2 separate regions of the Arabidopsis thaliana genome follow, and region 1 is linked to region 2. A link is a contact called in public capture Hi-C data. All regions are on one chromosome and are shown on one strand. The core of a region is the stretch at or near the end of the contact, and the rest is flanking DNA. Distances in the headings are between cores, read along the strand shown. Region 1 holds the start of AT4G08580 (microfibrillar-associated protein-like protein). Region 2 holds the start of AT4G08450 (Disease resistance protein (TIR-NBS-LRR class) family).

Evidence for each region. Capture Hi-C pulls out chosen DNA fragments and counts their contacts.
Region 1: a capture Hi-C map of root shows a contact between it and region 2, with 2.6 times the contacts expected there. The contact joins the promoter of AT4G08580 here to the promoter of AT4G08450 in region 2. A contact is called at or near these places in 1 of 26 Hi-C or Micro-C datasets (seedling) and 1 of 3 other capture datasets (root).

The regions. Positions count from the first base shown.
Region 1 is chr4:5,460,124-5,462,823 of TAIR10.1, reverse strand. It overlaps AT4G08580 (microfibrillar-associated protein-like protein), which reads right to left and starts at 1,426. Exons shown (of 3, transcript NM_116927.5): 1 at 1,291-1,426; 2 at 1-681. The coding sequence starts at 634.
Region 2 is chr4:5,364,239-5,367,052 of TAIR10.1, reverse strand. It overlaps AT4G08450 (Disease resistance protein (TIR-NBS-LRR class) family), which reads right to left and starts at 1,552. Exons shown (of 6, transcript NM_001340586.1): 1 at 992-1,552; 2 at 1-810. The coding sequence starts at 1,443. It overlaps AT4G05485 (a long non-coding RNA gene), which reads right to left and starts at 2,394. Exons shown (of 1, transcript NR_141875.1): 1 at 2,103-2,394.

The sequences.
Region 1 (2,700 bases), core at 177-2,676, 96 kb before region 2:
TTGCTAATTCCTCAAGAGCTTCTTCTTCAGCCTCAAGCCTCTCTCGCTCTGCAATTGTATCTCTCTCAGCTTTCGGTACAAAAACAGGCTTAATCAAGGCAATACCAGGCATATCATCTTCCGAATCAGTCTCGTACTCAGACTCCTCCTCCTCCTCTTCTTCCTCTTGTATCTCATCTTCTTCTTCTAAAGGAAGTAAAGCAGCCTCCTCTTGTGCTCGTCTAAGATTCTTCTCCTTAATTCTTCTTCTTCTTTCTTCCAAGGCATCTTCATCATCATCCTCGTCTCTATTCTCTTGATTCCTCGATTCTTCTTCTTCCGTAGATATAATCTCAGCCTGTCTAATACGCCGATGATCAGCTCTAACTTCGTCACGGTTTTCAACTTTAGTCTGAGCTAAACGCCGCAGCCTTGGATCATCCTTCCTAGCAACACCCAAATCATCATTCTTTGGAAAAGCTCTATCCAAAACAGAAAACTTCTGCATCCTAACATCATCATCTTCTTCAGCTTCCTCAGCCCACTCCGGAGCTTTTCCTGGCCAATACCTTCTTACTTTAGTCTGTCCAATACCACCTTTTAGTTTCTCCCTTACAGCAATTGCAGATTCACTCACTCCCGCTGTGACCGACATATTTGCACTTGCAAGTAACCAAACTCAATCAAATTAGCTATCTGTCTCTGCAGCACAAAATAATACAGGGATTAGATTCAAGCTTTGCATCATTAGTATTCACCAGAAAAGGAAAGGAAAAGAGCTACTTCCCCTAATCGATCCTCAATAGCTAAAATCTTAAAGAGACAACAACAAAATGCATTATGTACAATGCATATCATTGATGTGTGTGTGGGTGAGTATATCAACATAAACACACCAACATGAACAATGGACGCTAGAGAAATTCGAAGATTGCACATTTTAACGAACTATAACATTTTCAATAGTATGTACATACTTAATCAAGTGTGGTGAAATCAACAATCCCAATAGCGAAGCTATTGTTCATACATAAACACAAGCACGAAAGAGAGTAAACTGTTACAAAGTTTTGTCTTTTGACAAATTTGCATACAGAGTCAACAAAAAGTCGATATCTTTCTGTACCCAAAAGCATAAGAACCAATAAGAACAAATAACAATAGAAATGATTAATCGAGAAAAGCCCTAGAATACAAATTCGTGAAACCCTAAATCTCAGAACAAAACAAAGATCGATTTCGCAAGATTTAGCTTCAGTAGAAACAGATCGACATCATATGAGATCGAATTGATAAGAAAATCGAGCTTACCAGGAGATGAGAGAGTTTCGGTTAGAGATTGCGGAGGAGACGGCCCTTAGGTGGCGGTCTCAGCGGCGGCGATAAATGTAACCTTGACGGCGAGAGATTGATGTTGGCCCAAGACCATTAAGGCCCAATACTTCGGTTCGTAAATTTCCAACTAAACGTGAATTTTAGTAATTTTTTGTGAAATTAAGAAAATTGTTATTATTTTTATATTTTTCCTAAAACTATACACAGTAAAATTTCCATAAATTAATAATTTAATATAGATGAGACTATGGTATTTTCTTAATTTATCAATTGATCCAAAAACAAAATTTAGGACAGAAAAAATGTATTAATTTATCGGGTATTAATTTATCGATTATTAATTTATATGAGGTTTTATTAGTTCCATAACCTTAAGATTACAAGATATTTACAAATAGTATAACTAATAACACCGAGTTTTATTAAAAAAAAACTATGAAAAATGTAGTTTGAGTAGTAATTGTGAAACAAAAGAATTGAATTTTGGTTTACATAACTTTAGAGATGGTAGACGGGCGTGCCCGCGACCGAACGGACCGACCGCAACATGCTCGCTTTTCCATTGATCCGCGACGAACCGGACCGCAGACGACCGCGGTCTTGAAAAGTGAGTCCTAACCCGCCCCGCAAAGCCCAACAGTTAGACAGACCGGCCCACGGTCTTTAGAGGCAGAAGAACTTATGTTTGGTTGATTGACGAAGTTGTACCTTGTTTCTATGAAGTGTTAGCTTCAAGGAATATTGTGAAACGTTATGTATTAGCTTGAAGTACTTAAAACATTTAAGTCAAAAGTACTTAAAACAGAAATTCTAAAACAGTACAAAACATATATATGTGACATGTTTACCTTAGCAGCATAGATCTCAGAGTCTTGCTTCTTGATTTTAAATTCGTTTTTCAAGTTACAGACTGCTTGGTGACTTTTCCTGTGAGACACCAACAATATCATGTCAAATCTTGTCGCATTTGTCAAGAGTTGAACTGAAACTTAAACTCTTGACTTGAACATTGCAAAACAGAGATATGTAACATGTCAAAAACATTACAAAACACTTGACTTTAGCTAGATTTTCTAAAGTAAAAAAACATTACAAAACAGAGATATGTAACATGTTTACCTTAGTATTAGAGCTTTGTGATGGTGAAGCACAAAAGATCACATAGGAGAACTCTGGATGTTCCTGCCACATATAAAGCTCCAACTCTAACTTCCATATTGTGAAAAACATGACTCTTACTATATAAAACGTTGTGAAGAAAAAGAACTAGTCACTAATCCACACAAAACATATTGATAAACACAAAAGACACATGAAACAGGGATTTACAGGACATCATAAACGTTCTTATAAGAAGAATATGTGCAACTATCAAAATTAAGCTCA
Region 2 (2,814 bases), core at 303-2,802:
AGTGTTTTCTGAATTTTCCCGTCTAGTTTATTACGAAGCCCCGGCATCATATCTATCCAATCCTCCTTACTCCTACCCCGTAAATACGAACCTAAAATGTTAAGACCCAAAGGAAGACTACCTGCACGTTTTACAACATCATAAGCAAGTTCTATAAAACCATTGGGTGGAGAGTCTTTCCTAAAAGCAGATCGACAAAACATCTTAATAGCAAGGTCTTTCGACGGGAGAAGAACCTCATATATATGATCAATCCCATAAGCCCTTAAGAGATGCTTATCTTTTGTAATCACAATGATTCTACTTCCATGCCCAAACCACTGAGTTTGACAGGCTAAGGCTTCTAGCACCACTTGATCATCCAAATCATCAATAAAGATAAGAACTTTCATTTGCCTTAGCCTCTCTTTCACAGCATCTAGGTGATTTATCTCCAAGTTTTTTTTGTCTAAAAGTTTAGACAACAACTTTTCTTGCAAATGCAACTTCAAGTTATAGTCGTCCGAGTTTGCTCTACTATAAATAGCCATACTCTTAGATATAAAAGCTCTGTCTATAAAAACCCTACCTTGGAAGTGACGGTAGATTCGATTAAATAAAGCTCTTGCAATGGTTGTCTTACCAATCCCCGTAGGACCCCATATCCCAACCATTCTCACTTCCTCAGATTCCAAGCACAATAATAAACTCAGCTCTTTGATATGATCTTCGATGCCAAAAAATTCATCAAAATCTTTCGATGGTGTTAACTTCATTAGTTTATCCAAAACATCATTAGTGATTTCTTCAATCAATTTTGCTTCGTTATTCCTAACAAAAAACGATCATGAAAAAAAAAATGATTAGGAGGTTCGAGTGATTCTTGGGACGAAACTAATATTACATGCTGTGGTTTCGAGCCTCGAGTATTACAGACTTTAAAAGTTAAATGTCAAGAAAAAACATTTATTCAAGATATATAAACAATATTAATGGATTAAAAATCTCTTACGGTTTCCTAGTGTGATATCCAGCAATATTTGCTACATTGGTCAACGCTTGGCCCCAACGTTGTATCTCATAATCTGTTCTGTTCTTGCAAGTCTCTTTAAAAGACTCTCCAAATTCTCCCTCTTGTTTCCTAACATCAGAAGGATCTAAATCATAGAAAACTGGTATCACAATTTCCTTGCAATTCACAATCTCTACCAACTCATTCAAACACCAACTCGAAGAAGAGTATTTTTTGGAGAACACAACCACCGCGATCCTCGAATCCTTTATCGCCTGTATAAGCTCGGTACCGATCGAGTTCCCTCTCTCAATCTCATTGTCTTTGAAAGCAATAATCATTTTTCGATCAAGCTCCTTGAGAAAGTGGGTGAGGAAAGTTACACGGATATCTTCCCCGCTGAAGCTTGTGAAAACGTCGTAAACCCAGTTATGAGAAGAAGAAGAAGCCATTGTAATGTTTTTTGTTTTCCGAAAGGAACAACGATCATGAGATGAGAAACTCAAGAGGAAACGAAGAAAGTCAATGACCTCTGTTTTCTTTGCATTAATAAGCACTAGAGGGAATGAGTTTAGCTAGTCGTCGAAGACTTTTAAGTAACTTATTAATATAAGGTTTCCCACATCGATGTCTGAACCTTAGAATCACGTTTTATGTTTACGACGTGACTAAATGAGTTTAGCTTCTTCTCTTTTTATTATTATTTTATGTTTTTAAAAAGTTTAAGACTCTCTTTCCTTTGGAGGTGGTCTAACTTCTATTGTAGATGAACTTCTCTTTCTTAATTGACTCCAATGTTTTAAAGAGAGAAAGTGATATCCGGTTCACCGGATTTTGTTTTGTAAAATATTTGTTAGGTTTTTCCGTTTTTTGGGAGAATAATTTTTGCTATGTTCAGATTTTATATGTTGTTCTTCTTTCTCTATTATTATCGTCTTTTTTTTCTTTTTTGATGGAACATTTTCTCTTTATCTTTGTTTGATCGATTTCTTTTTTCTATTGGGAGTAATATATTTGCTAACCCTTTGATGGAGCCTTACTTGATAGGCTTTCGAAGTAAAGCTTCTCGCATGCAACAAAATAGAGCAGATCTACATATTGTTCATGTACTTTTGGCGAAGTAAGGAGGAATCATCAAAAGATTTGAAGAAAGACAGGTTGATCGATGTTATCGAATATCGTAGATCGACTGTCGGGGAGCTTCTTTCAACCCTGGCAGATGTTGATGGAGTCCTACGCAAAGCTTAAAAACTATGCTTATTTTTATATAGTATTGAAAATCATAACCGAAATAATTTGTGAAAGACAAAAGGAAAAAATAAATAAACTCAAAAGAAAAACTAGCAACTAACCTAAAAAAATATGATTTTACTTGTTGAAAACGCAAATTGACTCACAGATATGCAGAAGAGGTATCATCATGTTTTAGGTTTTAGGTTTTAATTTTTTTATTAAATAAAATTTTGGTATTAAAGATATAATTTATTTGTTTCTAAAAGCCCAAGTTGTTTTCTAAAAGGCCCTACAGAATACATTAGTAGTTATACAATATGACTAACACTTAGGCCATGAATGTTTTGTTGATTTTTGTGGGTTTTTGGATTTTGGATTTTGGCTTTTGGCTTTTGGTTTTTGATTTTTGATATTATAAGTTTTTGATTTTGGTGGAGATTTTAGATTTTGCAAAATCTTAAATGGTAACTTTTCTAGTTTTTGATTTTTATATAATTATTATTTAGAAACGTTTTAAAATTATTTACTTTAAACTAAATTATTATTTTTCAAAAACAAAAAAAAAAGAGTTTACGATAGAATTTGTTGAA